Regions from separate parts of the Mus musculus genome. Here all the other regions are linked to region 1. Evidence: chromatin contacts called from public HiChIP or PLAC-seq and promoter capture Hi-C data. All regions are on one chromosome and are shown on one strand. Each heading gives the region's core, a stretch centred on a gene start, on an enhancer-like site or on the middle of the called end of the contact. The rest is flanking DNA. Distances are from core to core; before and after follow the strand shown.

Region 1 (4,178 bases), core at 702-3,201:
TTCTTCTGGAGACTTGGGTGGGCTCTTGGACCGCGACCTAGACTTGGACTCTCGCTTCGACACGGGCGGAGGGCTTCTCGATCGCGACCTGGACCTTGACCTCGAGCGGGATCTGGAGACGGAGGAGGACTTGGACTTGGATCTTCGGGCAGATCTGGACTTGGAGGTTGATCTGGAGCGCGAGCGAGTGCGGGACCGAGACTTGGAGCGGCTGTAGCGGGAGCGGCTTCGCGACCTGGACCGACTCCGGCTTCGAGATCGGCTGCGCCGGCGTCGCCGAGGGCTGCGAGTGGGACGTGAACGAAGCGACAGGGTGAGCTTGCAGGCCGCCGGTCCCGCCCCGCCCGCCCCGCCGCCATTATCTGGCTGCCAGGCGCCATTTCCCTTGCCGCGAGGCGGGGTCTCGCACGGAGTGGCCCGGCCCTGCTGCCACCCCGGCCGCGAGGGAGGGGCTGGCTCCACGTGCTCCGCGTACCTTTGTGCCCGTCCGCCTCCCGCTCCGCCCCGGGCCCCGCTCACCTGCGGCTCCGCCGCCCGTAGCCGCCGCCGCCGTACCGACGGGGTGGCGGGCCCCGGCGGCTGTGGTGCGAGTCGGGCGGGCGGCCGTAGCGCGCCATCTGCACCCGCAGCTCGCGGCCGTCGAGCACCGCCCCGTCCATGGCGTCCATGGCGTCTTCGGCGTCGCGCTTGTCGTGGAACCGGACGAAGGCGAAGCCCCGGGACTCCTTGGTGTAGCGGTCCCGCGGAATGTACACGTCGCCGACGCGCCCGTATTTCTCGAAGACGCGCCTCAGGGTGTCGGGCGAGGTGCGGTAGGTCAGGTTGTCCACCTTGAGGGAGGTCATGCCCTCCACATCGGGAGGCGGGCGGCCGTAGCTCATGGCTGCGAAGCGGCGCCGAGACCCTAACGCCCCGGACAGGCCCTCGCTCTCCGGAAACGCAGCTCCGTCAGGCGCTCGGTAGCTACAGTCCTCGTGGGTAGGGAGGGAGCCGCAAGGCCGCCGCAGAGCACCCGAACCTGACGGACGCCTGAGCAGCAACTAAGCGAGCGGGCGGGCCCCAGCGCGCATTTATACCCACCCTTACAAAATGGCGCCCGCGCCACCCGGAAATGAATCTCCTGATTGGCCCATTCGGCCGTGTTGCGTAACGTCGCCGCCGCGCGCCCCGCCCCTCCCAGGTGCGCCTGCGCACCGCGCGGCGGGCGGGCGGAAAGCGCGCAGTCACTGCGGTGGGGCGGGGGAGCAGCCAGAGAAGGCAGTTAGAAAGCCCGCCAAATGCTCTACCGTGGGTGCGTCCGCGAGAGCGCGGGGAAGGGGAAGAACGAGGCTCTATGGAGGGAGAAAGAGGAAGCGCGCCCCACCAGAGCCCCGCCCCTTCCCCACGCCAATGCCCGGGCTCCACGCGCCGTTCCGCCCAGCCTTCAGTCCCGCCTGTCAGAGCCGGTTCTTGCGCTCTCTTTTGCCTCTCTGTGTCCCGGGGCCACCTCACGTTCCCCTCTCCCGCCGCTCCTGACTGAGGCTCGCTGCCTTGGTTTCACTTCTCGGGGCCTTTGCTCTCTACGAAGGGACGGGTAGTGTAGACCTAAAGTACGCGCTAGCCACAGCGTGCGGCCGTACCCTCCCCTCCCCCCACGGGGCGCCGGGACTACATTTCCCGGCGGGCGCTGCGACCAGACTCTGGTCAGCTGACCGGTCTCGTGATCTGCTGTGAGTCAGGCCGGGAGGGCGGGCCCCAGCAGCTGCTACTGCTCGTCCTTGCCCCGGATCCCGTTCCCTGCAACTGGAGTTGCGGCGGGTAGACCCCGGGTCTCCTCTGCACTCGGTCGCGTCCCCGGAGGGTCCCGACTGTACCGGTGGGGAGAGATTTCCCTTAAACCCACGATTCCCATCCCAAGATTGGAAATCGGCAGTCTGGCTTCGTGGTTCTCTCATCTGGTTTCTTCCCTCAGGGCTGTCAGGGGGTTCGACTGGAGGAGAAGAGGTGACTGTCCTGGGCCGCTGCTGGCCTCTGAGCAAGCGGAGCCAAAATGTCCCCGGAGTCTAAAAAGCTTTTCAACATCGTTATTTTAGGAGTTGCCTTTATGTTTATGTTCACCGCCTTTCAGACTTGTGGAAATGTGGCGGTGAGTTGGAATCTGTACTCCTTCCTTTGAATGCCCGTCTGAATGCATTCCAGCTGTGACAATAAACGTTTATGTCCGCTACCACGCCAAGATTGCACCTCCTGTTTTTCAGCCTACCCTTTCTCGTTTTCTTAATTTTGTGTATCAGATATTTCGCGTTTACGTGGTGTTAAACACTTTCGTTTAATACTCAGATGCGGCTTGCAATTTGAGTATGGACCATAGTTACTTTAATTTTTGTGAATGTTAAACTCTGTATTTAGTGCTTGGGTGGCTTGTGGGTACAGTTGATTATCTGTTTCCCCATCTCGAGTATATCTTCTGCGGCAATTGAGTCGGTTTTTTTCTCCTCTCATGGTGGGCTTGGGTGAGAGGTGTGGATCATAACATTTTTTTTGAGTATTTAGACTTTCCTGCGGGGAGGGAGATGGCAAGACATTTTTGTTGATTAGTTTTATCTTCCACACAGCAAACTGTCATCAGGAGCTTAAATAGCACAGATTTTCATGGCAGTGGATATACCAGGTATTGTACTGTGTGCATGACTTTATTTTGCATGTCATAGTTCCATCCATCTCAGGAAAACCAGCAATAACATGTTGTAACTGAAGAGTAGCCATGATTGTGTCAAATCTGTCTCTCTTTTTCTGAGGTTTGAGCCACCCAGGTAGATCAGTAGATACAGACCCATACCTCCCAGAGTACGTGGATTAATCCTCAGAACCTACGTGGTGGAAGAAGAGAACCAGCTCCTGCAGGTTTTCATGTGTCTTCCACGCAGGAGAACACTCTCCTACCATACAAACATAAATTTTAAAATGTAGTAATAAAGTTACAGAGCAGGCATGGGGGTGCATGCCGTGAATCCCAAAATAAATAAGCGTGATGGTAAATTCTTTTACGATGATGACTAAAGGTCTTCTGTAGAATTAGGAGGCTTTGGGATTGAAAGCCTGGCTTCAGAACTGGGATGCTTTGCTACGTTCAGCAAGTTAGCTCTGTGACCCCAGGTTCTTTACTAAGATCATGGCTATGCAGGCAGTATAGTGCTTCTGGCTCAATATGCATGCAAGTCTTGTCAAAATCATGTTCTAATCCTGAACAGTGCTGTAGTTGTTGAAACATTGGATTTTTGAGGCTTTGTAATCTCATTCTCAATTTATAATTTCATCAGAAGCTTTAAGATTTTTATGCTGAAGCTGGGCGTGGTGGCGCACGCCTTTAATGCCAGCACTCGGAGGCAGAGGCGGCGGATTTCTGAGTTTGAGGCCAGCCTGGTCTACAAAGTGAGTTCCAGGACAGCCAAGGCTATACAGAGAAACCCTTTCTCGAAAAACAACAAAAAGAAAAAAAAAAAAAAAAAAAACAAAGATTTTTATGCTGAAGCTGAGCAGTAGTGACGCACGTCTTTAATTCCAGCACTTGGGAGGCAGAGGCAGGTGAATTTCTGAGTTCAAGGCCAGCCTGGTCTACAGAGTAAGTTCCAGGACAGCCAGGGCTATACAGAGAAACCCTGTCTCAAAAAAACAAAACAAAACAAAAAAAGATTTTTATGCTGTTTAGACATAGAAAATGAAAACTTCACAGGTCTGTAGTACTTTGGATTTGTAGCTGGAAATGTACTAAATACATGCACATATACAACCTCTCTCCCTCCAATTGCCTCCTCTCTTGTCTGGCGTGGAGCTTGTAGCATAATACAAGATAACCTTGAACTTCAGGTATCTACACCTCCCTAGTGATAAACTTAGAAACCTGTAGCATCAGGCCTGGCTTCAGGGTTTCCTTTTTTCTCTTTCCTCCTCTTTCCAATAACTTACATCAAAGAATTCAGCATTCTCTCAGAGGCTCTCCAAGACTCTGTTGCCAGGAAGGTGACAATGAGGCCTCTGTCAACCTGGCATTACCCCCTGCTGAGATACTGGACAAACTAGGCAGGGGGCGGTTGTTTTGTGGTTAGCAGGGTCCCACTCTGTAACCCTGGCTTGTCTTATTTATTGATTGATTGATTGATTTACTTACTTACTTTGGTTTTTCGACACAGGGTTTCTCG
Region 2 (4,178 bases), core at 1,212-3,711, 1.4 Mb after region 1:
GGAGCCGCCACAGTATCTGCAGTAATGCCACACTACGTACCTGTGTCCTCAGGGCTTTCTTCTGGCATCATCCCCTATGATCAACATCCCCAATGATCGAATGGTACCGAGCATTTTAAATACTTTGGTCATTTTTGTTGCCAGGCTTTGTGGTTTTTTTGTTTTTTTGGTTGCTTGAGACAGAGCCTTGCCTTATAGGCCAGACTAGCCTTGAACTCACGATGCCCTTACCTAAGCTTTGTGAAGTGCTAGAATTACATACAGGCCTAACGCATGCCCAGTGCATCTGTGGCTATTTGTATTGCTTCTTTCAAGCTCTATTTCAATCTCCTGCTCTCTGTTCTTCCGTTGTCTCTACATCTGTTTTAGATAGCCTCATGTAGTCTAAGCTGGTCTCAAACTCCCTGCATAGCTGGAGATGACCTCACTTCTCATCTTCCTGCGTCACCTCCCAAGTTCTAAGATGCAGAAATTAATTAGGTTTCTTCTATGTGGCTCCTTGTACATTGGATATTATATTCTACACAGCTTACATATTTTTCTCAAAAGTTTTTTAGTTTGATAAATTGCACAGGTCTGTTTTTGCCTTTGTTTGGGGCTCCTAGCCACAGTATCGTTATCTATAACATCTTACAGTGCTGCCCTACGTTTTCTATTAGTTTTGTATTTTTTATTCTTATTCAGGTCTTTGGTCATCTGGAGTTGACTGTTTATGATGGAGAGAAGGGTCGGGTTTCATTCTTTCATATGTGAGCACCTAGTTTCTCTGGCACCAACACTGGTATTTTTGTTCAGTCAGTTGGTTGCAGCTATGTGACTTCTGGGTTCCTACTTGTGCTTCGGTTCCTGTGTGACAACATCCACTGTGTGGGCTGCTGCTGCTGCCCTGTAGTGTGTGCTGACACCAGGTGTGGATGCCCACACCCTCCAGCAGTGCTCATCCGCTCAGGATTACAATGGTCATTGTGGACTTTGTGGGAATTTGTGTTCCTGTGTGTAAAGGGCACTGTTGTTTGATCTACATTTATTCCTAATCCTGCATTGTCACAAGCAACACTAATATAAAACTAGAGTAAATTGCTCCCAAGGAAGACAAGCTCAAAGTGGTCTATTGCCTGAGTTTACCAACTGGTCATCTGCCACCCTGAACACTGTGCCAGGTTGCTCAGCCTTGCTCAAGGATTCTGGAGGACATCAGCCCCGGCTATTCTTTCTGATGGTGGCCACAGTGAAGCTGCACACTGCACTGGGTAGTGTCCCCTTCCTGGTTTCTGATGCAGCACATCAAGATGTTCTTTTCTGCATATTTTTGATGCTGCTTATGAGACACATTCACAGATGAAAGTAGAGAACAGTAGCAGGCAATCTGATCCTGCCCAGTGACAACCACTGAGGGTGGTATGGGTTTGGTCTGGCTTCTTCTGCATGCAATGTACGTTATATTATATGTGTCTTTCATGCCACACACATATATGTATACACACTACAACGTTAGTAACTTTTTGCATTCCGTTTATAAACACTTCATTTTTACTTTGTGTGTATTTGCAAGTGTGTGTATTTACAGGTGTATTCACAGGTATATGCATCAAGTATTTCCTCAGTTGCCCCCCCCCCTTTCTCTCCTCTATCTATCTTGGAGACAGGATCTCTCTACATAGTTCTGGCTGTCTTGGAACTAACTCTGTAGACTAGGCTGGCCTCGAACTCACAGAAATCTGCCTGCCTCTGCCTCCCAAGTGCTGGCACTAAGGGTGTGTGCTACCATGCCCAGTTCTTCACCTGATTTTTGGGAGTGGGTTTCTCAGTTGGAGATCATTCAGCTAGACTTGCTGGCCAGAAAGCCCCTGGAACCCTCCTGTCTCCACCTCCTCCAGCAATGGAATTACACATCCGACTTTTACAGGGGAGTGGGGATGGGACTCAGAGTGTCATGTTTATATGACACTTTACCAGTTGATCCATCCCCTAGCCTGATTTTCTCCGGCACTATAAAGGGTGTCATGTGTTTTCACTGCTCACAGCCTGTAACTTTGAAGCAGGGTCCAGTCTCAGGGCCCTGTGCACATGCTCAGCACTCAGCTCTAGTTCTCCCCAACTCTCTTACAAGAAGACTTGCTTGATCCAGAAAAGCTTCCCTGTGTTCCTGGAGTGGACTGTGAGGCTCCTTAGCAAGCTGTCGGTAACAATACAAGTAATACCATGACATCACTGGGTGGTGTCCTAGTTTCATTTCTGTTAATGTGACAAATGCCCTGGTTAAATACAACTCTGGGGAGAACGGGTTTGTTTGGCTTAAAATTCCAGGACACAGTCCTTCAATGCAGGGCAACCAAGGCAGGAGCTTTAAGCAGTGAGTCACAGTCAAAAACTGAGAGAAATGAGTATACCCATGCCGTCTGCTTACTTAGTTTGTCTTAGTTAGCTTTAGGGCCCAGCCCATGAAATGGTGAGCTCACAGTGGTCTATGAACTCTTACATCAATCAACAGCCAACCAAGGAATCCCCACAGACATGCCCAGAGGCCAGTATGATCTAGCAAGTTCTCAATTCACTCCCTTCCCAGATGACTGTACTTGTGTCGGGTTGACAGTTAAATCTAGGCAGTACTGGTGGCTTTCACTAAGTCTGCTCTCTGTGCCTCGCTGCTGTGGCCTGCCTTGTCTTGTCCTGAAACCCTCTGTGGGGAGAGTGTCTTCCTCAACTTTTGCCCTTGAAGAATCCTGTATCAATGCACTCAGCTGCATTCAAAACCCGTCTAGTGATCCAAACCCCATCTCTACCTCTGGCATTAGATCTGATTCCCAGATGATCTTGACTCGGGAAGGACAGGTCACTCCTGTTTCTTATCTCCTGGCAGTGGGACAGTACGTGTCTGGATTCCTAGAGTTTGATGTGTCCAGCCCGGTCCACAATGAACTGCACTGACGGGTGGGGACATTCCCAGGACTGATCTCTGCACTGGCCTCACTGCCATCAAGGCTGCCTTTCCAGAAGCACGAGAGCACTTCTGTTCATGAGCTACTGTCCACACCTTGGGGGTTGTTTTCCTACTGACTGCCATCCTTCCTACTGGTTTGTAGAACTGAACAGACTATTTAAAACATGTAATGCAATCTGCAACTTATTTTTAACTCCAATTCTACCTTCGGTTTTACACATCTTTTTAAAAAACAATCAAACCTATAATCTTTCCTTTCTACCATTTCCCCCAATAATGGTCCCTGAGCACAGTGGATGTGGACTGCAGAGACATCAAGGACTAAAAGGACATAGTGTTTCCCCTGTGTGGGCTGAGGCAGACTCTGGGCCACTCTTGGACATGTGCTCTGGGGGTCTGAAGAGTATGGGACTCAGTGGGGAGCTAGAAGGACTATAAGGAGGGGGTTAGAGGGCAGAGGCCTTTGGAGGGCTGTTGGAGGCCTTGGGCTGTTTCAAGGACAGCAGTTTCTGTTCTGGGTGAGATGAATGTCCACGTTCTAGGCAGATCAGAGACACCTGTCTTCCTTTGTGACATACCACCCTGGGTGCGGGTAACCAGGGCAGATGCCATATGACCTGAGAAGCTGCTATGAGAGATGGGCAGCTAAGCAATAAAAGGCTCAAATACCTACTCTATTTATGTCTAAGGTAGTGCCAGGGCCTACTGATGCACTTCAAATGAGGCATGAAGAGTCAAGGCCTGAGAAGGTTAAAAATATGAACTCCATCTTCTGAGCACAGGCCACAGGTTGGCCCCACAGCTTCTGCTCCCCAGTCCTTTCCCTCGACCCCCATGAACCCTTACACCCCCACTTCTCAGGATCTCACAGCTTTATCCCTTGGGTACCTTTGATTCATATCCTCTGCAAATCAGGACTTCACAGCCCTGTCCTCCAGTCCCCGACTACAGCTCCTCAAAGCCCTGTCCATCAGTCCCTGGCTTTGGGCCTTCACAAATCTCACCTCCATAATTCAATAAACCATTCTTAGTATAATTCTCAAAAAAGTGATCAAGGGCTAGAGAGATGGTTCAGTGGTTAAGAGCACTGGCTGTTCTTCCAGAGGTCATGAGTTCAATTCCCAGCAACCACATGATGCTCACAACCATCTGTAATGGGATCTGATGCCCTCTTCTGGTGTGTCAGCAACATGCTCATGTATAAGAAAGAAAGAAAGAAAGAAAGAAAGAAAGAAAG
Region 3 (4,178 bases), core at 909-3,408, 1.4 Mb before region 1:
GCCCTACAGGTGTGAGAGCAGAATGAAGGAGAACTGAGGGCACCCGGGCATGCCTTGTCTCTCTGGAGAGGCCCTACATAGGATCCTTGGGTTAGACAGCAAGACAGTGACTTCTGTTTTACCAGGCTGTGGACCACTCATGTGCCAGCTGCCAAGTGTGGCATCCCTGTCTTTTCAAAAGAGTTGCTCTGGCCCCCTTTGCCTATGGGTCAGATCTTCTGACACTTGGGTGGGAGCCCTGAACATGAACCTTTCATGGGCTATCCCAGTCTGCTTCCTGCCATTCTCTCAGGAGCCACAAGCCTCCAGTAGGTACTGTCAACCCCTCAGGACTCAGATGCAGACCTTCCATAAAGACACCTAGAAACTAATGTCAGGGGACCATGGCGGCCCAACCTCTAATCTAATCCCTTGAGAGACAGGAGCGGGATAGCGATGAGTCTGGTCCACCTAGTGAGTTCCTGACCACAAAGGTCCGATAGAGTCTAACGAGCTCCTGTAACTGGTTACCCCGCCCTCCTCTGCCACTGAGAAGAAAAAATGGAATTAGGGGATAAGCGAAGAGCAGTCCTGACAGGAAGTGGAGTTTAGGGAAAATGGGGGCCCTGATCACTCAGCATTGTCCCCCCTCAGATGGACAACGAAAGCTGAGGAAGGAGATCTACAAGGGCTGGAGAGGGGCTGTCGTACAGCCACTGGATGAAGGAAGGCTCCCGCTCCCATCCTGAGCTGAAAAGGAAAAGGAGCATCAAAGATCCAAAGCCTCGCGTTTGGTTTTTATTTTTATTAAAAACCTCCTGATTTTCTCCACTGTATTTGTGTGCTAGTCTCCTTCTTTCCCGTGTAGGCCTCCTGGGAGGAGCCGGAAAGCAGTCTGTTCAAGTGGCTCCCTGATTAAAGAAAGTCACCTGTCCAGGCAGGGTCCTGTCCACCTCAGGGTCCTTCACAGGCTGGCTCGCTTGCTCTCAATGATCCCCCTCCAGTTGTCACTCCAGGAAAGCAGCCGTCTCCTGGTGGGGGGCAGGGCCAGGTGCTGATTGTGGCAGCAGGTGAACAAGATGTGCTCCCAGCTTGGGGTCTCCTCTAGGCCTGGGCAGTAAAGACAGCGTGCGCTCTGTAATTGGGTCATTTTTACTCCTCCTTAATCCCAGCAGGCCAGATGCCTGGGGGTTGTCAAGGTTAACTGGCTGGCCCAACCTTGAATGTTGTCTTTGTCATCAATGAGCAGGTCTCCCATGACCACCGTCTTGTCCCTAGTCAAGATAATCCGCTCCACAAACTCTGGCCCCAGGTTCTGCTCCACCCAGCGGTACTGTATAGGCGGGAGGGGTGGGGAGAGGTCAGTGGAACTTGCTAGGCTCAGAATGCAAGATAAGTAAGGCATGGGGGCTTAAGTGGGACTAGCCCTCAAACACGCGGGACCCCTTTCACCCAGCCCCCATTTTCTGGTTTATTTTTTTAAATCAGCGCAGGCGCCGGCACCTTCTCGCCCACACAGTGGTCGTACTTCAGCAGTGGGGTGGTGCAGATGAAGACCTCGGTGCTGCGGAGAAGGGGTGCAGTTAGGCCTGGGGCACTGGCCGTCTTCCCGCCGCCCCCTCCTCACCCTCCTTACTCTTTCATGTCGTTCATCTCTCGCAAAGCGTCCAAGGCCCCAGGGATGGGCTCCAAGTTTAGGAAAAAGCCTGGAGATTCATACACACTGGCCACTTTTTCCTGAAAGAGAGAGATCTTGGTCCCGCTCCTGCTTTCCAGTAGGGGGAGCCCCAAAGAGGACACACACACACACAAAGATTCTGCAGGAGACCTCGGTTCTAGTGTGTGTGTGTGTGTGTGTGTGTGTGTGTGTGTACCCTTTCAAGCTTTCTGGTTCGGGGGTGAACTGTGGATTCGCACAGCTTGGCTGCCTAGAAGAGAACTCAGCCTAGAGGTTCCCCATCGGGTCTCCTACCGCCAGGTCCGGCCTCAGAGCTCCGTACTGCTCGTTGGCGAGGAAGCCCCGGCGCTGTTCCAGCGGCACGTGCGGTTCCTCGGGAAAGCGGCGGCGAAAACCCTGCAGGAGGCCGGACTCGAAATCAGCTAGCACGCCGTCCATGTCCACCAGCACGCGCACGGGCCGCTTCACCGCCATTGCCACGCCCGGTGTCTCCGCAGAGCACAGCGGCAAGCACGGAAGATGCCAGACCCGGAAACAAGCTTCCGGGACCGGGGTAGGGGCGGGCCGGACTTTGTTCATTTGCACAGAGTGGCCAACCAGGTGCCCAGGATGGCATTGCGTCCCTTACGGGGCTGCCGCTCATGTGCAGCATCAGAATCCCTCTCCCATAACCTCTAAGATCCGAAATACTTTCTTGGCAATGGGGAACCTGCTTCGCATGCTGAATGCATCCTTTGCCTCTCCCATGTTTGTCCAGGCTGGAAGCTGACAGGATCGTGAGTCTCCCAGTTCAAGGGATGAGAAGGACCCCTTAAAGACAACCGTGGGCATGAGCTGGGCATGAGCTGGGCTCTCAAGAGACCGGACTCATAAGCCAGACTTGGTTTGAAACAGTAACATTGTTTTCAATCTGCGTCCACTACTTTTTCCTGTGGACCCGAGGTCTCCGGTAGAATCGAAAACTTGTATGTCCCTCTAGAAAATGTTAAGCGTTCACACACAGAGACACAACTTATTCTTGTAGATTTCAGAGTCAATGGCGACATCACATCAATTTTCCAACCTATAAATGCAGATTTGAGTAATGACTCCCCCCCCACCCCCGACTCAGGGTTTCTCCACATAGCCCTGGCTGTCCTGAAACTCTGTGAACCAGACTGGCTTCAAACTCCCCGAGGTTTGCCTGCTTCTGCCTTCCATGTGCTGGGTTTAAAGGTGGGCACTGCTACACCCCGATAAGACATGACTTCTAACCCATGGCAGAAGTTTGTCAGCATGGAGCCCGACATCTCACTTGAAGAAAAGCCAGTTTAAAACAACAAAGGAGCAGAGTGTAGTGGCGCACATTTTTAATCCTCACACCCAGGAGGCAGACCTCTGAGTTCCAAGACAGCCAGAGCTACTTAGTGAAGACCTTATCTTAAACAAATTTGGGCTGCAGAGATGGCTCAGCATCGGTTAAGAGTACAGACTGCTCTTCCCCGGGTTCTGAGTTCAAATCCCAGCAACCACATGGTGGCTCACAACCATCTGTAATGGGATCTGATGCCTTCTTCGGGTGTGTCTAAAGACAGCTACAGTGTACTCATATAAATGAAATTAAAAATAAAAAAAGCTCTTCTCCTTTCCTCTGCCATCCTGCGCATTACGCCTGATTCGGTTCTCCTTTCCTCTGCCATCCTGCGCATTACGCCTGATTCGGCTTCTTGCCATGTCTTCTCACAAGACTTTCCGAATCAAGCGATTCCTGGCCAAGAAACAAAAGCAAAATCGCCCCATTCCTCAGTGGATCCGGATGAAAACTGGTAACAACGTCAGGTTCAACTCTTCTCTTAGAAGACACTGGAGGAGAACAAAGCTGGGTCTGTAAGGATTCACACAATGGCAAGACTGAGGGTTTATACTGAGTTGTGGTCAGCAATCAGTCCTACCAGACAGATTTCAACATTTTTAACCTGGAGACTTGCTCATGTCTTAAATTAGGGTGTTTGTCTAGTAATAAAATATAGAACCTTTTAAAAAAATAAAATAAACAATTTTTTTCTTTTCTTCCTTTATTCTTTTTATTTTTATTTATTTTTTGTTTTTTTCCTTATAAACATTTTTTTTAAAAACACAAAAAAGCAAACAAAACTGGTAAAACAAACCAACAACAACATATCCCGGTGAATTCTTACTTAGGGACTGAATTTTCACTAAGCCAAACCAATTTTCACATAAACTGAGTTAAAGTTCATCTGCTGTTTTTTCTCTCCTGCCCTTTCAGTAACTTTTAAAATATTCTGAGAATCCCATACATACATATTGTATCCCATACATATTGTATCTTTACCCTATTTAACTCAGGCTTCTCCCAACATCTCCTGGACACACACCCCTTACTTTTTTTGCAACAGGGTTTTTTTTGTTGTTGTTGTTTTTGTTTTTGTTTTTGTTTTTTTGAGACAGGGTTTCTCTGTATAGCCCTGGCTGTCCTGGAGCTCACTTTGTAGACCAGGCTGGCCTCGAACTCAGAAATCCA

The links. Promoter capture Hi-C pulls out the DNA fragments that hold promoters and counts their contacts. HiChIP or PLAC-seq counts read pairs in DNA pulled down with a chosen protein or histone mark.
Region 2: an H3K27ac HiChIP or PLAC-seq map of bone marrow-derived dendritic cells shows a contact between it and region 1, with 3 times the contacts expected there. The contact joins the enhancer-like site here to the promoter of Mfsd11 in region 1. A contact is called at or near these places in 3 of 39 promoter capture datasets (liver and pre-B cells), 1 of 484 Hi-C or Micro-C datasets (B cells) and 2 of 115 datasets of contacts at active chromatin or transcription factors (astrocytes and bone marrow-derived dendritic cells).
Region 3: a promoter capture Hi-C map of pre-B cells shows a contact between it and region 1, with 2.3 times the contacts expected there. The contact joins the promoter of Nt5c here to the promoter of Mfsd11 in region 1. A contact is called at or near these places in 1 of 39 promoter capture datasets (pre-B cells) and 2 of 9 other capture datasets (liver and pancreatic islet).

Annotation. Positions count from the first base shown.
Region 1 is chr11:116,852,049-116,856,226 of GRCm38.p6, forward strand. It overlaps Mfsd11 (major facilitator superfamily domain containing 11), which reads left to right and starts at 1,952. Exons shown (of 13, transcript NM_178620.4): 1 at 1,952-2,125; 2 at 2,595-2,650. The coding sequence starts at 2,030. It overlaps Srsf2 (serine and arginine-rich splicing factor 2), which reads right to left and starts at 1,046. Exons shown (of 3, transcript NM_011358.2): 1 at 520-1,046; 2 at 1-283. The coding sequence starts at 881.
Region 2 is chr11:118,213,775-118,217,952 of GRCm38.p6, forward strand. The region is part of intron 1 of Cyth1 (cytohesin 1); the gene reads right to left. Among named protein-coding and RNA genes, the nearest start is that of Cyth1, 33 kb to the right of the region's middle. Within about 2 kb of position 2,462, at least 91 of the 459 cell types and tissues checked have an H3K27ac peak or open chromatin away from gene starts, as enhancers often do. A contact at or near this core is called in bone marrow-derived dendritic cells, where this site is marked.
Region 3 is chr11:115,489,656-115,493,833 of GRCm38.p6, forward strand. Nt5c (5',3'-nucleotidase, cytosolic) reads right to left here and starts at 2,159. Exons shown (of 5, transcript NM_015807.1): 1 at 1,952-2,159; 2 at 1,616-1,716; 3 at 1,483-1,543; 4 at 1,198-1,312; 5 at 770-1,089. The coding sequence starts at 2,131. The coding sequence ends at 944. It overlaps Armc7 (armadillo repeat containing 7), which reads left to right. Exons shown (of 3, transcript NM_177778.5): 3 at 1-811. It also overlaps the pseudogene Gm11694.